Regions from separate parts of the Mus musculus genome. Here regions 1 and 3 are each linked to region 2. A link is a contact called in public HiChIP or PLAC-seq and promoter capture Hi-C data. All regions are on one chromosome and are shown on one strand. Each heading gives the region's core, a stretch centred on a gene start, on an enhancer-like site or on the middle of the called end of the contact. The rest is flanking DNA. Distances are from core to core; before and after follow the strand shown.

The links. Promoter capture Hi-C pulls out the DNA fragments that hold promoters and counts their contacts. HiChIP or PLAC-seq counts read pairs in DNA pulled down with a chosen protein or histone mark.
Region 1: a contact with region 2 is called in an H3K27ac HiChIP or PLAC-seq map of embryonic stem cells, with 4 times the contacts expected there. The contact joins the enhancer-like site here to the promoter of Syn3 in region 2. A contact is called at or near these places in 5 of 39 promoter capture datasets (the C10 cell line, cranial neural crest, embryonic stem cells and 1 more), 1 of 115 datasets of contacts at active chromatin or transcription factors (embryonic stem cells) and 2 of 9 other capture datasets (adipose tissue and liver).
Region 3: a promoter capture Hi-C map of pre-B cells shows a contact between it and region 2, with 3 times the contacts expected there. The contact joins the promoter of Stab2 here to the promoter of Syn3 in region 2. A contact is called at or near these places in 8 of 39 promoter capture datasets (the 3T3-L1 cell line, 3T3-L1-derived adipocytes, embryonic stem cells and 4 more).

Annotation. Positions count from the first base shown.
Region 1 is chr10:86,165,558-86,169,685 of GRCm38.p6, forward strand. All of the region lies in intron 6 of Syn3 (synapsin III), which reads right to left. The region is part of intron 2 of Gm35636 (a long non-coding RNA gene); the gene reads left to right. Among named protein-coding and RNA genes, the nearest start is that of Gm35636, 5.7 kb to the left of the region's middle. Within about 2 kb of position 1,629, at least 92 of the 459 cell types and tissues checked have an H3K27ac peak or open chromatin away from gene starts, as enhancers often do. A contact at or near this core is called in adipose tissue and hematopoietic stem and progenitor cells, where this site is marked.
Region 2 is chr10:86,497,279-86,501,696 of GRCm38.p6, forward strand. Syn3 (synapsin III) reads right to left here and starts at 1,618. Exons shown (of 14, transcript NM_013722.3): 1 at 1,512-1,618.
Region 3 is chr10:87,005,100-87,009,207 of GRCm38.p6, forward strand. Stab2 (stabilin 2) reads right to left here and starts at 2,843. Exons shown (of 69, transcript NM_138673.3): 1 at 2,678-2,843. The coding sequence starts at 2,782. All of the region lies in intron 2 of Gm16271 (predicted gene 16271), which reads left to right.

The DNA of each region.
Region 1 (4,128 bases), core at 379-2,878, 330 kb before region 2:
CAGGTATCCATACAAGGGTATAAGAAGGGAATGAAGTCTTAATAAGTGCTGCTGCATAGAAGAACCTAGAAAGGGACACCAGACACGAAGACTATGATTCCACTCACAAGAAGAAAAAGATGAACTGGCTCATGGAGGACAGGGAAGATGCCTTCTGTGCAAGAAGGAAGCCTCAAGTCCAGATTCCCAGGGCCATATAAAAATCCAGGCATGGCAGCACGCATCTGTATGCTTGAGATGAGATGGGGGGTGGGGGGGCAACGGAGACAAGAATGTGCCTCCAGCTCATTGGTCTGCTAACCTAGCTGAATTGGTGAGCTTCAGGTTCACTGAGAGACCCCGTGTTAAACAGTAAATTAGAGAGTGATTAGGGAAATGATCTAATATTGACCTCTGACTTCTACCCACCCGTGTACACACCCACACGAATATGTACCTATAAGATGCACACACAGACCATGACGAGGTGATCTTAAATAAAAGTCACGGAGAAATATGTCTCCAGGAGTGAGAAGAGTAGAGATATGAGTTCAGCTAACTGGTGCTCATCCTTGCTTCCTCTCTGCTGATACATCTGGGTTCACACAGTGGATTCATCTCAGTCTTCTGCTCAGAGCCCATAGAGTCCTTAAGTCACAGATGGAGACATGGTTGGCCAGAATGGAAAGGGTGATTATGGGCAGGTATATCGGTGGGCAGAGAAGGCAAGAAAAGAAAGTAACAGAAGAGATGAAAGAGAAAATGTAGCAATGGAAAGATACCGGGGGGGGGGGGGGGGTGGGGTTGGGGGGTGGGAAACAAACCAACATCTCAGATCCTAAAGTTTCCACATTTTACTATCAGTGTGAAGGTGGGTTTGAGGTTAGTATCTTCCTTTGCAGAATGAGGACAGCCAGGCTCTCCCTACAGCATCCTCAGGCTCGAGATGATTCTCTCAGAGGTAAGACAGGTGGTGTCAGGGAAGGAAAGTTGAAAGACAGAGAGTGGACATAGAAGCCATTCTACTAAATATGCTGAGTATCTACTGAATTCCAGAAACTTCTAGGCAGGGACCAAGAGCTAGGGTTCACCTTGAGTCACCTACTATGTCTTAAGGAGCCTAAAGTTAAGTGGGGGTGGGGGTGGGGGTGGGGGGTGGGAGGTGGGCTTGAAACATACAAGCAACGGTCTAAGCACAGGTCATGCCTGTAGGGCCAGAGATTGATGGGCACAGAGGAAACAGAGCAGTTAAGGAGGAAGGAGGCTTTCTCCATCCCTGTGGCCACAACTGAGAATAGACACTTCTAGGTGCCAGGTGGCAGCTGTCCTACTTTGCTGGGCCAGGGTCATGGACCCTGGAAATGTCTTTGCAGCAGGCCCTGGCTCCATGGAGCCCTCTCCACGAACCTTTTCCAGCCCAAACAAGCACGGAGCTTGCCAGACAGGCTGGGGACAGGACAGACACACAGACACATGCACAGGAAACAGAGCCAGTGGTCCCAGATTATTTTTGTTTCTCCTCTCCAGCAGCATCAACGCCATCAATAGCATTCCTTTCCCTCCTAGCAAACACAGTTTGTGTACTGGAGACTGCCAGGAAGTGAAGAAATCCCCTTTGGGGCCCACAGGGGCCTCTTTCCTCTCTCTGTGCCCAAGCAGGAGGCACGGGGCCTGTGGAGCTGCAGCCTTTGATGGCTTTCTCTGCTGTTTCTCACTGTTCCTGGGAAGGGGAGGGAACAGCCCAGAAAGTTGGTTAGGCCTTGCTGTGCACAGACAGGGAGCAGAATCCCAAGCTGGGGCAGAGTTAAGAACACAAAAGAAAACAAAGGAGTGTCTTATGAGATTCTTTCCTTCAGAACACTTTTCTTAGAAAAATCGAGAAAAAAGATGAACAACAAAAGAGAAAGCAAACACACGCACGCACACACACACACACACACACTACGAACAATAGAAAAAACAAGAAGAAAGTCATATGTACCCTTAAAGTCAAAGGATAAAATGGAGATAAAGGTCTAGGGATGACAGGAAATTGCCAATCTATCAAAATCAGCTGTGTAGCATACCTGTGTGTATGTGTGCACACATCTGTGTGTGTGTGTGTGTGTGTGTGTGTGTGTGTGTGCATGTGTTAAACACTTGCGAAGCCGGGTGAAATCAGCTGGTTTGTGTTTTTGTTCTGCGGTGTCCTTGTCTTTCCAGCCATGCTGCTGCCACGTGGCCAATGTTTTGGGAAAGGTCTGCACTCCTTTGCTCTCCAGCTTTTGATTCAAAGACCCAGCTCCTTACAAAAAATAAAGCAACTTTTGACACGGGAGAGAACTGATTTGGGAGAAATGCTTGCACTCAGCAGAAGGTCCCTCACTTGTGTGATGGGAAAACAATTCCTTGGCTGTGGGAAGAGATGATGCGGAGGTTCCCACAAAAGGGGAGTTTGAGAAGGGTTAATTTACGGGACACAGAAGCCCTAGGATAGGCAGAAAATCCCAATGTTTTGCAGGATCTGGGTTCAAGGGATCAGTGCAGTGTTTTCTGGGTCACTGGAGTAGCAATGAGACTCTAAAGCCAAAATGGTTGCCTCTTTATGGTGGGTGGGCATAGCTTCCAATAAATTTCCAATTCCCATTGAAATAAAGGGACTACAGAGGTGTCTGTGCATGGGAGGGACATCTAGAGTTGTACAAGATGGCAGAGCTTAGGTCAGAAGCAACAGCTCACTGTACGGCAGCAGTCAGGAAGCAAAGATTGAGACAGGAAGTGGCCAGGGTCCCGACATCCCCTTCAAGAATATGCCATTAATGACCTAACTTCCTTTTTCTAGGTCCCACCACTTAAAGTTTCTATCAGTCCTCAATAGTGCTGTAGGCTTGTGATCATGGCTTTAATGGACTGGTCTGAACTACAGCAATGTGTTCTACTCATTGAGAACACTGGCCACAATCCTTGGTCACACAGACAGATCTTTAGTGGCCTCTAAAGACTCAATCCAAGGAGGGACTGAAGGATTTCCAGAAGGTTCTTGGGGTCTTTCCTCAGAACTACTTTGGGCCTTTCTTCCAAAGCCATGTACATCTGAAATAGAGCCAGAGTTTCTGGTGGCCCCTCCAGTAGGTTTTGGTGGAACCTGAATATATTCATACATCGAACCATTGAAGCAGGACATTCTTCTATTTTCAATGAACTTCCTAACCTTGAGAAGCCATCAAGAATATCTAAGTTTAGAGCTAGTTCAACCTGCCACATACCCTGTGCCCACAAACATCCAACTTTCTCTGGGAGCTTAGAGCTAAGGCAAGCCGGTTTGAACTTAATAAATCTGCTTTATTTTTGTAAATCATTTTATCTTTTGAAACAGGGTCCCCTGGAATGTCAAGTTGGATTGGCAATTGTTGTGTAGCCTTGTATGACTGTGAACTTCTGATGCTCCTGCCTCCACCTCTGGAATGCTGAGATTAGTGGCATTTGCCACTATGTCCAGGTTTTTTTGTGCAGTGGGGACACAATCCAAGAGTTTGTGAACGCTAGACAAGCCTTTGGTAACTGAACTATGCCCTCTTTTCTGTAGATCCTGTTTCTGTAGATCCTTTTAATGGCTACTTTGTCTGTTGTGGTACGAGCTATTGACCCTCATTTATGGTCCTCCCTCACATGCAGCTTCCTCTAAAAGGCATTTATTCAACTTAACGTGGAAAAGTTAAAGGATGACCAATAGATGAGTCATAGCACAGACATAGGTAAGGTTGAAAGTGTAAGCACTGCATCGGACGTCGGACACAACCTGACCTGAGTTCTGGTTTGAGAGAACCAGAAAGAGATTTCCTGGTTTGATGAACGGAACACAGCACTGCATTAACACACCTGTGATCGGAGACTAGGCTCAGCAAAATTCTCTTTACCTATTACCTGTACAACCCTGGGCAAATGGACATCGCAAACCCTTGGCTTCCTCAGCTGTCAAAGGAGAAAGTACCTAAGTATAGGAGTGGCTGAAAGAATTAGTTGGTTTCTGATATACAGAGAAGGAGCAAGTTCAGAGTATCTTGTGCACACTAAGGTGAGCAAGCGTGACCTTTGGGGTTACCACCAAGACATCCTTCTAAGCTCAAGGCCCTATACAAGTTATTGGTCACAGATGCCAATGCACAGATT
Region 2 (4,418 bases), core at 368-2,867:
CACACACACACACACAGAGAGAGAGAGAGAGAGAGAGAGAGAGAGAGAGAGAGAGAGAGACCCACAAGGTCAAAAATGTCTTTAAGGCAAATAGATGAAGTGGCTTTCTGGTCTCACTTCCTAGGAGCCTTTTTTATTGCCGCTATACCAGTCTCTATATGGCAACCCAAACAGCAGCCCCTTGGCCCTGGAAGATAGAAAGGTAAGCCCAGGTAAGGCAGAAGTTCTCACACAGGGACCAGGCATCAGAAAGTGAGCACAGATGCTCTATCCAACTCCCCAAGGGCTATCCCCGATGACAAGATAGAGGCCACAGCTTCCAATACAATGACAGGAGCAAGCATCACATGACAGCATCTCCCTGCCTGAATTCATGCCCAGAAGCTAGGGTTACAGAGCCCCTGTCAGATAGTCAGCCTTAAGGGGCCAGAGTATTTGCAGCCACGTTGCCTGAAAACCAGCTTTTCACAACTTACTAGCTTGAAGATGCCAGCTCCAGTCACTGTCCACAGAGCTAGCAGAGTGGCTGTGGGATCAGCTGGAATTCTTTCCCAGCCTCCCGTGTCCTAGGATAAACTTGTCAGGCTGCATGCATCTCTAGATTGTGTACATTTTTGGCTAGCCCCTTCTACCTTGCAGTTTAGGTCCCATCTGCAAGTCCTGGTTCTACTGTGCAATCTGCTGTTTGATTAGCTGAGATTCTGAGTTCTTCACTTCTTTCGTCTGCACATGGGAAAATCTACCTGAAATTCTTCCTGTCCCTGATGCCTCTGATTCCACAGCTCTCAGGCTGGCAAACTCTCCAGTCTCTGTGTGTCTTCCAGGCTGCATCACGACCCACCCACCTCTTGCTGTCTGCACTACACCACACTGCAATCCCTCCTATCCTATCATCCCTGGTAGGCCCCAGCAACTCCTGAGATTCCTTTAAGGCCGCTAGAGCTGAGAGCATAGTGTCTGGCTTACAGCCAAGTAAGTCATGAATAAATAACCAGGGCGCTCCAGCAGTGTTAGTCTTAGCCTGGCCAGGAAAACCCTCCAAGGTTTTTTCCTTCGTCTCAGGATAGCTGGAAATAGAAGACTGCGCAACAGATCTGAGCCCCAGACCCAAGGCAACAGGTCCTGAGGGACCTGCCTAGAGCAGGTGCTGGGATCCAGTGCAGAGCACCAGTATCTGTTGTGGTCTCAGCTTCCCAGAGGAAGCTCTTTTCCGGGACAGGTCTGGATGTTGGGTTGAATACCTCAGTAGTCATAGCTTTGAGGGCCCCAGGGTTCCGGTACTCTACAGGGACCAGTGCTAGGGACCGGCAGCAGCAGCCTGGGACCGGAGGGTGGCACTCCGGGCTCACGGAGCACCTGCACCCCACCAACATGCAGCATCAACATTCGGCTAACAAAAGAGAGAGCTTATGGGGAAGTAGCACTGCCCGAGGACGCACCAACAGCTCGGATTCGGGGTGAGTGCTCCCTAAGGCCAGAAAACCCACCTACTCCACTTTGCCTTGGCTTACCGACAGTGCCAGCTACGGTGGCCCGTGTGTACCTCGGACTGGCGCCGCCAATTACAGGATCTGCGGGAGCGCTGCAGCTTGCGCGCTCTGCCTCTGCCCTGCACAGTACGTGAGCGCCTCCTCTGGGCAGACTGGTCTCCCTACGCCGGAGAGCCCATTGGCTGGGCCAACAGGGGCCCTGCATCCAGGCCCGCCCCTCAAGCCCCTCCTTTCTCAGTCTCTAGGCTTTCCCTCGCCAGCCAGGTAGGGAAAGTTGCTAGAGCAAGCAAGCTTTGCTGTTGCTGGCCTCAAGTGGCCAAGTGGACGATCTTTCTTCATCCCAGGAGGATTGAGATGCCCCTCAGGGAGTGTGAATAATGCAGTTCAGTATCCTAGGAAGCCAGCTTGGAGAAAGTCACCTGACTTCCCTGGGCCTTAGTAGGAGCTTCTGAGAGACCAGTGAGTCAGCTGTCAGCAAATGTCATAGGAGTACAAGCACAAGGAGCTAAGCTCTTACCCTGGCTGGGGATGGCATGAGGAGGAGTTGGTTACATACAAGTGCACAAACAAAAGATAATGTCAGCTTGCTGTAAACTGATAGAGATGTGTAATGAGAACACAAAAGGGATGTCGGGACTATGCCAGGCCTCTCCATAGAGGAGATTTGTGAGATGAGAATTAAGACTACAAGGTTAAAAGAAATTACAGATTGGAAAATAAGGCAATTGAAAAGCTTAACCAGCACAGAATGGGAGGATATTTGGCAGGTCCCTGTCTCATGTGTCACTTCTATGCCTCAAGGTCCCTCAGAAATTCAAAGCAGGTCTCCTTTAAGGCTCTCTGTCCTCCAGTATTTGGTTTGATTTTAGAGACAGGGTTTCTCTATGTAGTTCTGGCTGGCCTGGAACTCACTATGTAGACCAGGCTGGCCTCAAACTCATAGAGGTCCACCTGCCTCTGTCTCTTGAGTGCTGAGTTAAAAGACACGTGACACCACATCCATTTCTAGCTGCAATATAAAGACCTATAAATGTAGTTATTTAAAAAAAAAACACCACTGGTGTTAAAGGTGCACAGAAAAAGTACTTGGAAAAATGGAAGGGGAATTCTTGCCAGGACAAGAATTCTAAAGAACCTTCCGTTTCTAAGGAAGGAAGGAGTTGGACAAAGGTTTAGAAGAGAAGCCAGGCAAATTACTGCACGAGTACTTATGTTTGATTGCACTATATATAAGAAAAGGTGCAGATTCAATGCAGGGTCAGTGTTTGCTGAGCAGTGCTCAGTATACATCACCAAGGGTTTTTCCATTAATGGTATTCTTCCATCATGCCCTGGAGGTCAGTGCCACTTAGCATTTTTATTTCTGTGCATGAACCTTGAATAATGAAAGAGGCCTACAAACAGTAATCAGCCCCCGGAGAAGCAATCCCTTTGCCCCTACTGTTCTCACCTGAAAGGTTTAAATTCGGAGAAACAGCAGATGATTTCATAAATCTCTGGGTTTGGCCCTGTAGGTTGTACAAGGACTTGTGAGGTAGAAGATGCCAAGTCATTGCTTCTCAACCATCAGCAGCAGCAAGCTGAGCACCAGCTAAAGGATTGCTTTCTAGAAAATGTCATTTATTTTTTACTTCCATATATTTTAAAAATGAGTTACTTATTTTTAATTATGTGTATGTAGGCTTGTGAACATGAGTACAGGTTCCTGTAGAGATGCAGAGATCAGAGAAAGGGACCTGCCTGGAGCAGGGGTTACACCTGGGTGCTTAGAACTGAACTCAGGCCTCCTGCAAGGGCAGTGCATACTCTTAACCACTGAACCATATCTCCACTCCCTGTATCTCTCCATCTTTTTGATGGTTAATTTTCACTGCGTGAAAGCCTGACTATTCCCCGGGACAGAATCTTCCACAGTTTGTCCCATCTGCCATTCACCTCCAATCCTTAGGACAGAATGCTCACTCAACCAATAGTAACAAAAGAAGAAGATAGATTGTACAGGAGGCTGCTCAGGGTGACAATGACAGCGGCAGCATTCTAAAGAGACTGGACCATGCAGTCCTGAATCACAGTGGCCAGACCCAGTGCTCCCATGATCTCTGCCTGTTCCTCAAGTTTCATCCTTCTGGCCACCCTGTACCTCACCCTACCATTTTTCCTTGTGAATCTTCATCTCTGCATTCATCCACTTTCTTTCATTAGTCACCCGATCATTTCTGTTGTTTTGTACCAAGACCTTGATGGATGCAGGAAAGAAAGAGTGCCTCAAACAATAGCAAATGAACAGTTTAGAACAGGGTTCTGTGTAAAGGCAAATGTCTACATGGTAACAGGTGTACACATTCCTTCATCACTTCATAAAAAAAAAATCACACCCTGAAAGATGGTGATAGTAGTAGCATTTGAAGATGATATTTATATTTGAAAAGAACCTAAATATACTGTTCTTAGTGCAACTAAAAAGGGTGAGCTAGCTCTTTTCATAACAAACTGTTCTAGATACAGGCTCTCTACTGTAAGGTTTACAGCTTGCAATTATTTCACATTTCATATGCATAGCTTGTAGTTGACAGAGCTGTGGCTGGAGCCTGGCTTCTAACTCACGACAGCTCGGGATTTACTGGGTTATAGCTTGGCTCTGCTTGTCAGCAAGGGTAAAATTGTTCCGTTGTCATTGTCTACACATGGCAAGATTTTTAAGACGATTGCAAGTTTCTATTTTTCAGTAATTCTTTAAAAGATCTACATGATTCAAGAGGAATTATGGGATGGGGAAATGGATCAGTGAGTGGAGCGCTTGCTGTACCGGCATGAGGAGGTGGGTATCTGTATCCTCAGAACTCATGTAAAAATTCAGGTTCAGTAGCACATCTGAAATCCCAGGGTTTCAAAGAAAACATTGAGCGGTAGAGACAGGAAAAGCTCCAG
Region 3 (4,108 bases), core at 1,593-4,092, 510 kb after region 2:
CTTTGGGTTGGGGATGTGGCTCAGTTTGTAGTGTACTCGCCAGCATGTACAAAGCCCTGGGTTCAATCCCCAGTTCTGCATAAGATCATGCGACGGGGCAGGCCTATAATTCTATCACTCAGGAGGTAGAGGCAGGAGGATCAGACATTTAAGGTCATCCTCGGCTACACAGCAAGTTTATATGACCAATCTATACCACTAATATAATGTAGTACATCTATATAAGAGAATACCATTTAGCAACTAAAAGACTATGAATTTGCAGGCAAATGGGTGGAACTTGAGAATATTATCCTGAGTACAATAACTCATATTCAAAAGGACATGCATGGTTTGTACTCACTGATAAGTGAATATTAGCAATAAGATACAGAATACCCATGCTACACTCCACAGACCCAAAGAAGCTGAACAAGAAGGATGCCTAAGTGAGGACGCTTGAATCTCACTTAGAAGGGAGAATAAAATAGTCCTAAGGGTCAGATGGAGGGAGGGAACTTGGTAGAAGAGGGGATGGGGAAGGGAATGAGGTAGTTCAGAATTAGGTGTGGGGAAGGACAGGAGAGATTGCCAGATAGCTATGAGAATGAATGGAAATCTGCAGCTGACAGAGGTGGGGAGGTAGAGGGAATCTCAAGGATGTGACAGAGATCTGGGATAGAGGAGGCTTCCAAGACTCAATGGGGGTGACCTTAGTTGTGATTCACAGCATTGGGGATATGGAATCTGAAGAGGCCATCTCTTGTAATGATGAAGGACTCCCCAGTGGAGTGATAGGGGCACTAACCCACTCACAGGACTTTCTACCCAAAATTTATCCTATCTACAAGAAATGCATGCACGGGGGATGGAACAGAGAATGAGGTAATGACCAACCACTAACTGACCCAACTTGAGACCCATTCCATGGGCAACCACCAATCCCTCACACTATTAATGAGACTCTTAATATGCTTACAGACAGGAACCTAGCATGGCTGTCCTCTGAGAGGCTCCACCCAGCAACTGACTCAGATAGATAAGGAGACCCATAGCAAAACAGTGGACAGAGCTTGGGGACTCTTATGGAAGAGTTGGGGGAAGGATTGTGGGCCCTGAAGGAGCAACTCCACAGGAAGTCCTACAGAGCCAACTAACCTGGACTCTTGGGGCTATTAGAGATTAAGCCACCAACCAAAGATCGTACACAGTCTGGACCTAGGCATATGCAGCAGATGTGCTGCCTGGTCTTCATGTGGGTCCCATTAGAGCTGGGGCTATCCCAAAAGCTGTTGCCTGTCCATGAACTATGTTCTTCTAGCTGGGCTGCCTTGTCTAACCTCAATGGGAGAGGATGCACCTAGCCCTGCAGAGACTTGATATGCCAGGGTGGGGGATACCCAGGGGTGCCTCCACACTCTTAGAGATGTATGGGTGGAAAGATTGTGAGAGGGGGTGACCAGGATGGGGAGACAGAGAGAAGAATGCAGAGTGAATGAATGGATGAATAAATAAATAAATAAAGTATATATATATATATATATATACATACATATATATATATATATATATATATATATATATATATATATATATATTTGTCTCACATAAATCTGTTTGTCTATCTATCCTCTATGTATCTATGTAACTATCTATGTATCTATCTATGTATCTATGTATCTATGTATCTATCTATCTATGTATCTATCTATCTATCTATCTATCTATCTGACTTTCAAATTACTGTTTTCAAATGAAATAACTCATTTTACAAATTTAAGCCAACAGAAGAACAGACTCAGCTTAGAACAATGGTCAAGGCCAAGTGCCTGCACACAAGCAGGCCCTCCATGCTGAATATAATTGCGACAGCAATCCCTACCAACTGAAGCTTAGTGGGATTAGTTTGCTTGCTTACAGTTGAATGGCTAGTGTAGTGGGCAGCCCAAAGGCCTATCCTCTGAAATATTTTGAAGTCGCCATTGAAATATGCCCCTCTCTAACTTCTGGACTGGAGAGGTACCCACTGTGCTGTCTGCCACATTCTCAGGAAAGTGTCCTCAGAGCCAGAGTGAACTTGTAACACAGCAGCTCTATCTGCTGCTGAGATCCCATACTCCAAATACTGCTTATATAATTTTCCTGAGATTGCTCATCACCGAGACAGGTATGGCACCCGTGTGAGCTTCTCTCGAGTCTTTAAGGTCACCGTGGTCCCCCCACTCCAGTGGAGGATGGAGGAAGGCATGTGTGAGTGCCTGATGGATTTTGAAAATGTTTCGGATGCTTCCTGTTATCAACAGGGCGTCACCTCTCTACCCTGGAATTCCCCTGGTCACTCTCCTATAGCTATGCTCCATTTCTACATTTGGGAAGATGGCTGATAGATACCCAGAGTGATAAGGTAGCCCAACAAAGCCCAGAACATGCAGCTGCTCTGCCAGGGAAAGAGAAATGTCAGTACTAAAATCAGAGATGCCAGCTGAGGAGTGAGCACAGCAGACAAGAAACCGCCAACCCAGCCAGCCCCAGAAAGACAGTGCCTCTGGCTTAGGATCTTAGTCTTGTAAGCTTTTTCTTGATTTTAATGAAGCCCAGGTAGGGCTTTTTGACCAAGATTATATGGGAAAACAAAAAAAAATCGTCTAGAGTACATTGTGAAAGTTAACAAGTAAACGCACAGGAATGTTTATCTTACCAGTTCTGGGGCTTCAGTTGGGGAGCAGGCATTTTGCACAAGCAACCCCAGGAAGATGAGGATTAAAGGCAGCAGCTTGCCGAGGAGAAGCTTGCTCCTTGCCATGCCAGGCTCCCCTCAGGGTGACCTCACGATTTCAACTCCTCTGATGAGTGCCAGGAGAACTCTGTCTGCATTTAAATCTTTTCCTTTCCCTGGTTAGGAAGGGAAAGTAGGTGAGGCCAGGCTGAGAAACCACAGGAGCTCAGTGGAGTTGGCAACTCTGAGCTGTATATAAGTCCTGGCTGAGTGACAGGATTTCCTGAAGGGGCTGAGGCAGAGATCTGACCTGGGATTTCTGTGCCTAGCGGAACAACTAGGGATGGTCCCCTCCTATCGCTGTGGCGGATCTGCACTGGACCTGCCTGCAGCCCTTTCCATACCATACCACACCACAGAGAACTCCAGGCCTTTCCATTCCAACATATAGGTTCAGATTTTCTGTAGGGAGAATCTGTAGGAGTGCCCATCACTGTGCATAGACTCAGACACGGAGAGAATGTTCCAGAAGCCTGGTTCCTGCCTTGGAAGACAGCAGTGTCTTCATCCTCCTGTGTTTGCCAAAATTCATGTTGGTGCTGACGGTTGGGTTTTCCACCCACTCTTCTCTTAAAGATTATTGAAGCAGTGAGTGACCGAGCCTGCTCCTTTAATGTAGCCCTTCAAGGATGAGTAAGGCCATTTCTCCCAGGAAGACTTTCTCTTCTGCTCCTCCTGAATTTTTGCACACCCGTGTCATGAAAGCACAGATACACATATTGCAATCCATCTGTCTGTCTGTCCTTCTCCCTTGCCAGTTGTGAATTTCTTGAGGGCAACGGCACAGTGTCACTCTTTTCTGCACTGCCACTGCTTAAAGCCTAGAGCAGAAAATAAGGCTTGAGAATAATAAAAATAACAACAGCCAACACCCTGGAAACTCACTAGGTGCCAGGCGCTGTTCTAGTCCTCTCGGTGATTAGGGACAGGGAACCTGTAGGCCAGTCTGTGGGGGTAATTTCTTGATTAATGATTGATGTGGGAGGGTCCAGCCCACTGTGGGCGGTGCCAGCCCTGAGCAGGTGGTCCTGGATTGTATAAGAAAACAGGCTGAGGAAGCCAGGTAGAGCAAGCTGATGAACCCTGGTCCTCTGTGGTCTCTGCATCAGCTCCCATCTTCAGGTTCCTGCCCTGACAGCCTTTTATGATGGATTGTAAGCTATGATGTGAAGTAAACCCTTTCCTCATATAAGTTGTTTCTGGTCAGATGTTATTGAGGCAGTAGAAAGCAAACAAGGACAGCCAGTGCCTTGATTCTACAGCTGGGGGATGGCTGACCCAGCCCTGTATCCAGAGTCCGTGTTGTTTCCCACCGCCTTCTGCCCCTCACACACACACTGGGTAGATCCCCAC